Linked DNA regions of Ovis aries: region 1 is linked to region 2. A link is a contact called in public Hi-C data. All regions are on one chromosome and are shown on one strand. Each heading gives the region's core, a stretch centred on a gene start, on an enhancer-like site or on the middle of the called end of the contact. The rest is flanking DNA. Distances are from core to core; before and after follow the strand shown.

Evidence for each region. A called contact is a pair of places that touch in the nucleus more often than the background predicts.
Region 1: a Hi-C map of liver shows a contact between it and region 2, with 2.3 times the contacts expected there. The contact joins two enhancer-like sites. A contact is called at or near these places in 7 of 16 Hi-C or Micro-C datasets (liver, mesenteric adipose tissue, mixed tissues and 3 more).

Annotation. Positions count from the first base shown.
Region 1 is chr6:60,827,732-60,832,638 of ARS-UI_Ramb_v3.0, reverse strand. No RefSeq gene overlaps it. Among named protein-coding and RNA genes, the nearest start is that of APBB2, 22 kb to the right of the region's middle. Within about 2 kb of position 3,373, at least 2 of the 54 cell types and tissues checked have an H3K27ac peak or open chromatin away from gene starts, as enhancers often do. A contact at or near this core is called in liver, where this site is marked.
Region 2 is chr6:60,530,910-60,536,426 of ARS-UI_Ramb_v3.0, reverse strand. The region is part of intron 10 of APBB2 (amyloid beta precursor protein binding family B member 2); the gene reads left to right. Among named protein-coding and RNA genes, the nearest start is that of NSUN7, 150 kb to the right of the region's middle. Within about 2 kb of position 2,321, at least 1 of the 54 cell types and tissues checked has an H3K27ac peak or open chromatin away from gene starts, as enhancers often do. A contact at or near this core is called in liver, where this site is marked.

The DNA of each region.
Region 1 (4,907 bases), core at 2,124-4,623, 300 kb before region 2:
GTCATCTGTTAGCTGATGTCTTCATTCCGTCTACCTTCAACGTTGTTCATTGCAAAGAGTCAGAATCACCAGGCTTGTACACCAATACAACCTTCATAGTCGTAGCTACCTCAGCACTGTTGGCAGCATGTTGAACTGTACCTTTGCTTAGTTTTACAGCTGAGGCAAAGCATCAGAGGTAGAATCAGGCTGGGACAGAGCTGTGTCTTCCTTCTGTAAAGAAGATGGAGAGTGACTGTGAAAGGGAAGGTGGGAAGGAGGACCAGCCTGACACAGATGCTCTCCCAGGCCGATATAGGAAAGATCTTACTCTCGCTGAAGTGGTTGTAAGGATGAGGAATGGAAGCACCTGTGCTCATCACAGAATTGCTAAGCTACTTTATGTGTTGACCCTGATTAAAAGAAGTAACCCACTTTAATTTTTTTTCTTTTTTTTTTACCTTTGTGTTAATCTCTCCTAATTACTATTTGTGTTTTCTCTAGTCTAAGAGAATTGGACATATCTGTACATTAATATCACCGGCTAGGAAGACATTTAGTAGCTTGAGAGTATAGAGGCTGTTTCTTCATGTTTAATAAATATAATTAGCTGACATTATGTGGACAGCTGTTGTTTTTGCCTGCTCAGCATTCATTCCAATGTTATTAACAACGCATCCTTTTTAGGGAGAGGGTAGAGACCCTCACTAGTTCCCAGACTTTTGCTTTAGTGGGGCTGGACTCCCTCACTCCTCTGATGTTTCTGGCTTGAAGATGGGCAGGAGCCTTAAGCCAGGCTCTCAATTCTAGGACTTTGGCCAAAGCTGGTAGGGTTACTGGTCAGGAGAGTGGCCAGTGGAGTGGCTGGTAGCGATGATGGGAAGAGGCCCCATGGTGAATTAGAGGGTGATTCATCCAGACATAAGCAAGGAGGCAGGACATGGAGTTGGAGAAAGACCCAGGTCTGATGATATCCTTGGAATCCACTGGTCCCAGTCATCACCAATCTGGTCCCATTTGTCCACTGGTCCCACTGGTCCCAGTCGTCACCAATCTACACCAGTCAGACTCTCTAGTTATATGTGCCAGTGCATCCTCCCTTTTCCCTAGTCTGCACTGGCTCTCTAACTTGAAATATCCCGACTAGTAGGCTTCCCAGGTGGCACAGGGGTAAAGAATCCACCTGTCAACGCAGGAGATGTAAGAGATGCAGGTTCGATCCCTGGGCTGGGAAGATCCCTTGGAGTAGGAAGTGGCAACCCACTCCAGTATTCTTGCCTGGAAAATTCAGTGGACAGAGGAGCCTGGCAGGCTACAGTCCATGAGGTTGCGTAGAGTTGGGCATAATTGAGGGCCTGAGCACACACACACACACACACACACACAACCTGACTAATGTAGTAAGCTGTCATCTTTAATGTCTTTCTACTTCCCCAAACCAATGAAAAAGTGAGAATTATTTTGTTAACTATAGATTACTGTATTTATAGTATATATATACATCCTCAGATGCAGTGAAATAGCATTATTTCTTATTTGTTTTCAGTGTACTTCCTTAAAAAAATTTTTTTAACTGTGATACAATACACGTAACATGAACTTTTCCTTCTGAACTGTTTTGAAGTGTGCAGTTCAATTGCATTAAATACGTTCACATTGCTGTGCACTCATCACCACTGTCCATCTCTAGAACTCTTTTCCTCTGGCAAAAATGAAACTCTGAAAACATAACTCCTCATTTCTCCCTCCTTTCAAGCCCCCTGGCTTCAGCTTTCATTATATTGTAGATATCAAAGGCTGTGTGAGGCTGATACCGAAGGGCAATCGTACTCGAAATATGAGACATTTATTGTGCCTCTCTTGTTACTGCAGATGACACTGGGGGATCCATTTATCAGATTTGCTGTTCATCTTACATATTGTTACAAAATCAATGCCAAAATAAAATTGAGGTAAAATAACTCTGAGTACCTCTGGACCTAGAGAAGAGGCTTTTTTTGGTGTGTCATCAATGTGTCACCACATAAAATGACAATTGCAAACCCTTTTTAGGCTTTATTTTGTCTTTGATACCTTGGACAATCTCTAAAGTTTCAAGATATTTTATGTTCATAAGAATGTTTCTATACGATGTTCATCTGTTTGGAAAGGTCTTTATTTGCAGTAGGAGGTGTGTTGGTTTCTTAGGGCCAGCATAATGAAACACTACAAAGTGAGTGGATCAGTAACAGTTCTGGAGGGTAGCTGTCAGCAAGGCTGGTTCCTTCTGCGCCGGGGGTGGGGCACGTGGAATCTGTTCTATGCGTTTCTGCTAGCTCCTGGTGTTCGTGGCTTGTAGATGAACCCTTCCCGTCTCTGTCATGTGTTTTTGCGCAGTCACTTAGTCGTGTCAGACTCTTTGTGATCCCATGGACTGCAGCACGCCAGGCTTCCCTGTCCTTCACCATCTCCTGGAGCTTGCTCAGACTCATGTGTATTGAGTTGGCGATGCCATCCAACCATCTCATCCTCTGTCGTTCCCTTCTTCTCCTGTCTTCTGTCTTTCCCAGCATCAGGGTCTTTTCCAGTGAGTCAGCCCTTTGCATCAAGCAGCCAAAGTATAGCTTCTGCTTCAGTATCAGTCCTTCCAATGAATATTTAGGACTGATTTCCTTTAGGATTGACTAGTTTGATCTCCTTGTTGTCCAAGGGACTCTCAAGAGTCTTCTCCAACACCACAGTTCAAAAGCATCAATTCTTTGGCGCTCAGCCTTCTTTATAGTCCAGCTTTCACATCCATACGTGACTACTGGAAAAACCATAGCTTTGACTAGATGGACCTTTGTCAGCACTGTCTCTGCTTTTTAATACACTGTCTAGGTTGGTCATAACTTTTCTTCCAAGGAGCAAGCATCTTTTAATTTCATGGCTGCAGTCACCATCTGCAGTGATTTTGGAGTGCAAGAAAAAGTCTTTTACTGTTTCCATTGTTTCCCCATCTATATGCCATGAAGTGATGTGAACAGCTGCCATCCATGATCTTAGTTTTTGAATGTCGAGTTTTAAGCCAGCCTTTTTTACTCTCCTCTTTCACCTTCATCAAGAGGCTCTTTAGTTCCTATTCACTTTCTGCCATAAGGTGGTTAGGACTCAGTGTTTCCACTGCCATGGGCCTGGGTTCTATCAAAGCTAGTGCAGGTGATGGAATTCCAGCTGAGCTATTTCAGATCCTAAGATGATGCTGTTAAAGTGCTGCTGTTGTCACGTGTAATTGTTTTTCAAACAGTTAAAACTGGAGCCAATGTGTTTGCTTTTTGGTGGCTGGACTCCAACAGGAGCTTCACCGCTCCAACAGAGGTAATGTTTAATGAGAGGTAATGTTTAATGAGAGGTAATGTTTAAAGCTGGTTTTCTTTACTGTGAGCTCTGCTGACTTCGGTAGTTTACGTTTCAGGTTAGCTGACGCAGTGAAGAAGAGTCTTCTTTTACTCTTATTATTCATTTGGTTTCGGTCGTGCCGGGTCCTTGTTTCGTGGGCGTTTTCTCTAGTTGTGGCGAGCAGGGGCTGCTCTCTGCCCGCAGTGTTCAGGCTTCTCCTGGCAGCGGCTTCTCCTGTTGTGGCGCGTGGGCTCCGGGGCGTGTGGGCCTCAGTAGTTGCGGCGCGTGGGCTCAGTTGTTGCGACCGTCCGGCTCTAGAGCACAGGATCAGCTGCTGTGGCTCACGGGCTTAGTTGCTCCACGGCACGTGGGATCTTCCCGGATCAGGGATTGAACCCTCGTCTCCTGAACTGGCAGGCAGATTTTTTTTTTTTTTACCACTGAGCCATCAGCGAAACCCAAGTCTTAAAAGCTAACAAATCCCTTCAGTTCCAGGGATGCCAGTTTATAAGCTAAGTGCTAGCTATAGGTACCTTTGGAAAACATAAACTAGTAATAGAGTTCAACAAAATGTTTACACCACCCGCCTAGGGATTTTTTTTTTTGTTTTTGGCTGTTCCTTGGCAGCTTGCGGGATTCTAGTTCCCTGACCAGGAATCAAACCCAGGCCCATGGCAGTGAAAACACTGAGTCATAAGCATCGGACCACCAGGGAATTCCCAATGAAACGTTTTCTGCACTACTGTTTCATAGGTATCACAATTTTAAAATAAGGTTTTGAAACTGTGGATAATCATCCCAGAGAAAATGGATTATTTGGGGGTAAAATCCCCAAAATCCCAGTGGCTTAAAACAGCAGTGGTTTATTAGCTGCTCACACCATATGTCCACAGAAGGTCAGGGAGAGGCCCTGCCCATAATAGTCCCTCAAGGATCTAGGCTGAGGTGGATATCACCTGGACATGAGCAAAAGGCATGTTGGTGCTTCAAGTTTCTACCTGGCATGAACACACATCATTTCCACTCGTATTTCATCAGACGAAGCAAGCCATACAGCCATACCTGATTCAAAGGGGCAGGGGAAGTGCAGTTCCACCATATTCCTAGGAAAACAGCTAGAATATTTGTGGATGGGCCTAATGTCTACCATACCCTGAGTGGCAGGTGGGTGTCTAAAAGCCAAAGCAATTCTGATTATTGGAAACATTCCAATTTAGTACTCGAGAAAAGGGACTTCAGCGTCAGTTGGTCAGACTTTGGAGATGGGTAGTAGGTTCTCTAATGTCTTTCTTTGGCTTCACTATACTCTTGCCAGTTTATCTATGATCTGATATTTTATGCTCACTTTTTCTGTAAGAACTATAGGTGATTTTTAATGGTATGCACTATAAAATGTGTTCTATTTCTATATACTTTTACAATAACTTCTGAAAAGTTACAGTGGCTTATAAGTTCTTTAATCTAGATTCTACCTTCACTTTTCATCTCTCTTCCCACCTCTGAGATTTTTTTTTTAAGTAAGCTCTAGCTAGAGAATTGCATAGAACTCATTTCTGCCACTCATTTGTGTG
Region 2 (5,517 bases), core at 1,072-3,571:
TCTTGAGAGTCCCTTGGACTGCAAGGAGATCCAACCAGTCCATTCTGAAGGAGATCAGCCCTGGGTGTTCTTTGGAGGGAATGATGCTGAAGCTGAAACTCCAGTACTTTGGCCACCTCACAGGAAGAGTTGACTCATTGGAAAAGACTCTGATGCTGGGAGGGATTGGGGGCAGGAGGAGAAGGGGACGACAGAGGATGAGATGGCTGGATGGCATCACTGACTCTATGGATGTGAGTCTGAGTGAACTCTGGGAGTTGGTGATGGACAGGGAGGCCTGTCGTGCTGCGATTCATGTGGTTGCAAAGAGTCGGACATGACTGAGTGACTGAACTGAACTGAGTTTCATTATTGCAGATATGGAAACTGAAGCATAGGAAGTTAAGCAGCTAGTTAAATAGCAGAGTCAGGATTTGGCTCCAGAGCTCATGCTTACTAGATTGCCCCAAAAAAAGTCTCAATTGGAGCTTCACTTAGGGGCCACCATCAATTAATGTGATATACTCCAAATATATATATATGTTTATTTGGAGTATGTATATAGATACACACACACACACACACACACACACACACACACACACACTTATATACACAGAGAGAGAGAGGGAGAGAGAACTTGAATTTTGCTCATTGGAAGAGAGGGAGAGAGAAATTTGAATTTTGCTCATTGGAAGCAAATGGCAAACCCATTTCAAGTAAACTGGTGGAGAATTATGACAGTGTGGACCAGCTTTCTGGTCTGACTTGAGTCAGAGGTGAAGTCTAGAAGTGAAATGGATGGGCCACAGGTGTTTTCAGACCATCCCTCAGTGATGTCGTTTCAACCAGGCTTTTGATAAAAGTTGGGCCAAAACAGGAGGAAGGACGGGGTCAGGGGGGCAGTGGTGGCTAGAGGGGCTCATCGAGTGTCTGGCAGTTGGCAGAGCCACACACTTTGGATGCCCCACGCACATGGAGCCCCTTTGGGGAAATTGAGTCTCGCTGTGCTTCTCTGGATGCAGGGTCTCGCCACCCTGCGACGGATATGGGCCGGGGGAGACCGTGCAGGGAAGGCTCAGATAATCCTTCAGTGCTGTTTCCAGCAACACTTAATGAAATTATTTTTTACAAATTGGGAATAAGTCCGTTGGTTTAGAACTGACATTGATGAGGCCACTTTGGAGGGGTTCTCCATCGCCACTACCCCCTGGCCTGTCCCATCTGCCTCTTGGTTTCTCCTTGCCTGTTTATGCTGCTGGGGCACCTAAGCAGGCAGAAGTGGCAAGATGTAGGTTCCCAGATATTCAAGCTTTCCATAGATCTAAAGATATCTAAAGGGTATCTTTAGTTAACCCTTTCCATTCTTTTTAATTTGCCAACAACCCAGGAACTGAGTGCCTCATAAACAAGCAGAAGGTGTCCTTTCTTTAGGGACAAAAAAATATTTAGTTTCATGTATGATGGAATTCTAAATACAGTCCCTGGAGAATAAATAGATTGTTAGAAAAAGTGTCTTCCTTACTCCCTCAATGAAACCTAGTTGCTGGAAAAATAAAAGTTGTTTTTAGGCCATCAGGATGTGAATATTTCAAAATTCCCTCTAGCCACTCTGAGTCTAAACATCCTGATAATCAGTTGCTCAGTGAAAATCTAAGTAGCAGCATAAATGATCTCTTCTCCCCACACTACCCCCTGCCTTCCTGCAAGAGCAAAGTATTTTTATAACTCTGCCAGTGTTTTATGAGCCGACCTACTTTTTTATACAGTGAATGTGTTTTTTAGTTGATTGCCGTGTATGCATAAGTTTGTATATGATTCTGAGCTCTTTAGCTTTTTCTTTTAAGATAATTATATATTTATACAAAAGTCGCCAAGACTGAGTTCCCATATTACCTTCCACCTATCTTCCCATAATAACATCTTCATAATCATGGACAGTTATCCAAAGTAAGAAAATAATATTGACACCATATTACTAACTAAAATAGGCTTTGTTCATTCCCATTTTCCAGTGTTTCCCACCGATAGCCTTTTTTTGTTCTAGGACCTCATCCAGGATACTACATTGCGTGTACTGAACTCTTAAAAAATTGTTTTACCTGTTCCTTTCCACAGTTCTCAGATTTATTATTCTTAATTCTATTAATACTATTCTATTTAAATAATTGCACCATAATCTGTCTAGATACCCAGTAGTCATACAATTTCCAGTACTACAGAGCAGAGCTGCAACTTCATAGGAATAGGTGGCTTTTTTTCCCTTTAGATCATTGCTTTGGTACAGATTGCTGAAACCAGTATTACCAGGTCAAAGGCTATCGGCTTATGGCTTCTGTCAGTTATTGCAAAATTGTTTTTCAGGAAGGCTGCAGCAGCATGTAATTCCATCTGTTAATACCCCAGAAGACACCTTTGTCCGCTGCCCGCTGTTCTCTAGGCTTTGCCATTTTTATTTATTCACATTATTAGTTATATTGCATGTGAGCTACTACCTCCTACTTTAAATTTCCTCCTCTTAAGTTATCAACTAGGACATTTGTTTTGTCAGTTACAAAACCCTGTGTTTATTATGGAACTCCATGTTTCTGTCCTTTCTTGGCTGTTTTTTCCTCTTGCTTTTCTGTCCATTTTTAAAATGAAAACTTTGGTTTGGGATAGTTTGAGATATACAGAAAAGTGGCAAAGATAGTACAGAGAGATCCTATATTCCCATCACCCAGCTTCCCTTTTTTTACGTAACCGTAGTGCCCTTGTCAAACCTGAATAGTGGTACAAAACTATTAACTAAAATCTTTTCTGATTTTACCAGTCCTTCTTCTAGGTCTGTCTTTGGTTTCAGGACAGCACAGGGTGTTTAATCTCTCTGCATTTTTAAATGCAAAACTTTGTTTGTAATCTAATTATTTTTTTCTTTGTCTATTTTGTGTCACTTTTCCATGTGAAAACGCTGGTTTTAAACTTTGCATTTTATATTGGCGTATCTTTGATTGACAGTGTTGCGTTAGTTTCACATATACAGCAAAGTGACTCAAGTTATACATATACGTGTATCTATTCTTTTTCAGATTCTTTATGTGAAAATGTTTTTTAAATGTTTGTATATCCAAACATTTTGTAGATAATCGCCTTTTGTGCTTCATTTGTCAAGAAGGCAGTTTCTTTGTCGTGTTTGGGTGGCCAGGTTGCACTTATCAATGTCCCTAATTCTGCATCTGCCCCTGTGCTCATCCGAGTTTCATACCTTAAAATCCTAATTTAGCCCTTTAAAACTTTCCTTTTCTCATGGCATATGGCTTACTGCTGGCCAAATGCTTGACTAGAATGAGTAACACTAAGATACATCCAGTTATAATTAATCTGTTGAAAACTGAATGCTTTGAAAAATACGTACTAATTCCTTAGAATTTCTTCCCTTTGTGTCACTATGCTGGACTAAAGGAAGTGTTCTGCCATCTCGTGGACAGTATTGAAAATTACATCCATAGAGAAACTGGCATTTCATCTGGACTGAATTGCTTGTAGCTTGTTCAGCTGCTCAGTCGTGTCCGACTCTTTGCGACCCCAGCATGGACTGCAGCATGCCAAGCTTCCCTGTCCTTCACCATCTCCTGGAGCTTGCTCAAATTCATGTCCATTGAGTCAGTGATGCTTGTAGCTAGAAATGACATTAAAGATGGTCTGATGGGTCTCTTACAGGTGAAAAGGTAAGCTCCAGAAATTTTGAGTACATAACTTTACTAGGGTCACACAATCAGTGGCGGAGATGTATTCGAAGGTGGTCTCCTGGGCCTTTGATCACCCCATCCTACTGTCTTCTCTGAGTGTATAATAAATCATTTTCAGGATATTTGTGAGGAGAAGTAATTAGATCTGCATTTAGAACACTGCTCTTTGGCATTCACGACAAAGGAACTGGGTAAGGAAGGTGGTATTGTCCCAAGCATTAAACTGTCTGGGTTCCAGCTTCCTTGGCTGTAAAATGAATGTGTTCTTAAGTCACTTCTGGTTCCGAGGAATGAAGTCTGGTTCTGAGGTCTGACGTGGAATGAGAAGTCCTGATCTCTGGCATCTGGAGATGAAGTAGTTCCGTCTGTTCTGTCTCCAAGTCCAGAGGGAGCCTGGCTTGGAGGGTTGCAGGCAGGGCTGGCCCCTTTTCTGACCTCACTCTCCTCCTGCGCCCCGCACTCTGTTGGACCCGAACATGCAGTTTTCCTGCTAATGCCAGGCACCATGCTTATTTCCCGTGTATTACAGATGAGAAATTGGTGCTTCAAGCAGGTTAAATAATTCTTTTATCACAGCCAGTAACCTGTGGAACTGGGACTCTAGGTTTGTTGCCATTGACTCCACAAAGTCTGAGTTGGTGTCCACCCACTCCCAGTGACCGTTTCCATCAGCTTTACACTGATGTGTCACTGGCTGTGTGACATTTGGAATGGAGGTAGCAGGAATATTGAAGGTAAGGCAGGGTAGGGAGGCCAGAGGGTCACTGCTTCAGGACAGATGCCTCCCTTCCTTTCCACCGTCCCCCACATTCATGTGGTCCAGTCCTTTTCAATGCTTTCAAACTTTCCTGCCCACGTTGGCAAATTCAAATTCAGTTGTCCTGGGGCCAGACTGCAAGGTACTGCAATTCTGCTAAGCTCTAGCATGCTGCTGATGCTGCTGGTCTGTACACAACGTGCTGTCCAGTAGCAACAGTAAAAAGTTTGAAATCTGGTCAACAAGGCTTTGTGTTCATGCATCCTCTACAGTCTTTGTATCCGGGACCTCCCAGTTCAGGCATGGCCACTTGCAGCCAGTTCTCAGTGTATCAGGGGTGTTTTTCCCAGGCATTGCTTTTTGTGAAAGCTTTGCTTGTCTCCTTCCTCTTTTGTTATACCCTGGCCCAGATGGAGACAAAGGGGGAAGAGATGATACAGATCAGTAGGTCTGGTAGAGACACTTTCAGAAATGAACGGTGAATGAACTTGAGATTCCAGTATTTGTATGTGAGCTTTATTTATCTGTGTCCTCCCTTGGTTCCTCTTAGAATAGATTTTCCCAAAGTAATTCTATTAGTGGCTACTGACTAGATTAGCACTAATAGATAAACAGGAAGGGTAGGGAGTATCTTTTCTCATTCAGGCTTATTTCTGGTCTTTGTAGCAAATTCGCTGTCATTACTTAGCATTTATATGGGATTTTTTATGTCTGCGTGTAGTTCTTAGAATTGATTTTTGTTCACACGGCACTGGTTTTTTTCTTTCAGAAATCCTCATCTGTGTGAGAAGCTTGGGTTTGATTTCTGTTGTTGACTCATTGAGTCAAAAACATTTATTGAATCCTGAATGTTAAAGGAGAAGTCATGTGTTATAATGGCCAAGAGCATGGACTCAGGACCCCAGCTGTTTGGGTTCAAAGCCAGACTCTGCTGGTTACTTAGCTGGGTAACGCTGGGCAAGGTACTTAGCCTCTCTGTGCCTCAGTTTCCTCATCTGGAGATTGGGAGTGATAATAGTGCCTACCCCACAAAGCTATGGAAAACATTAAGTG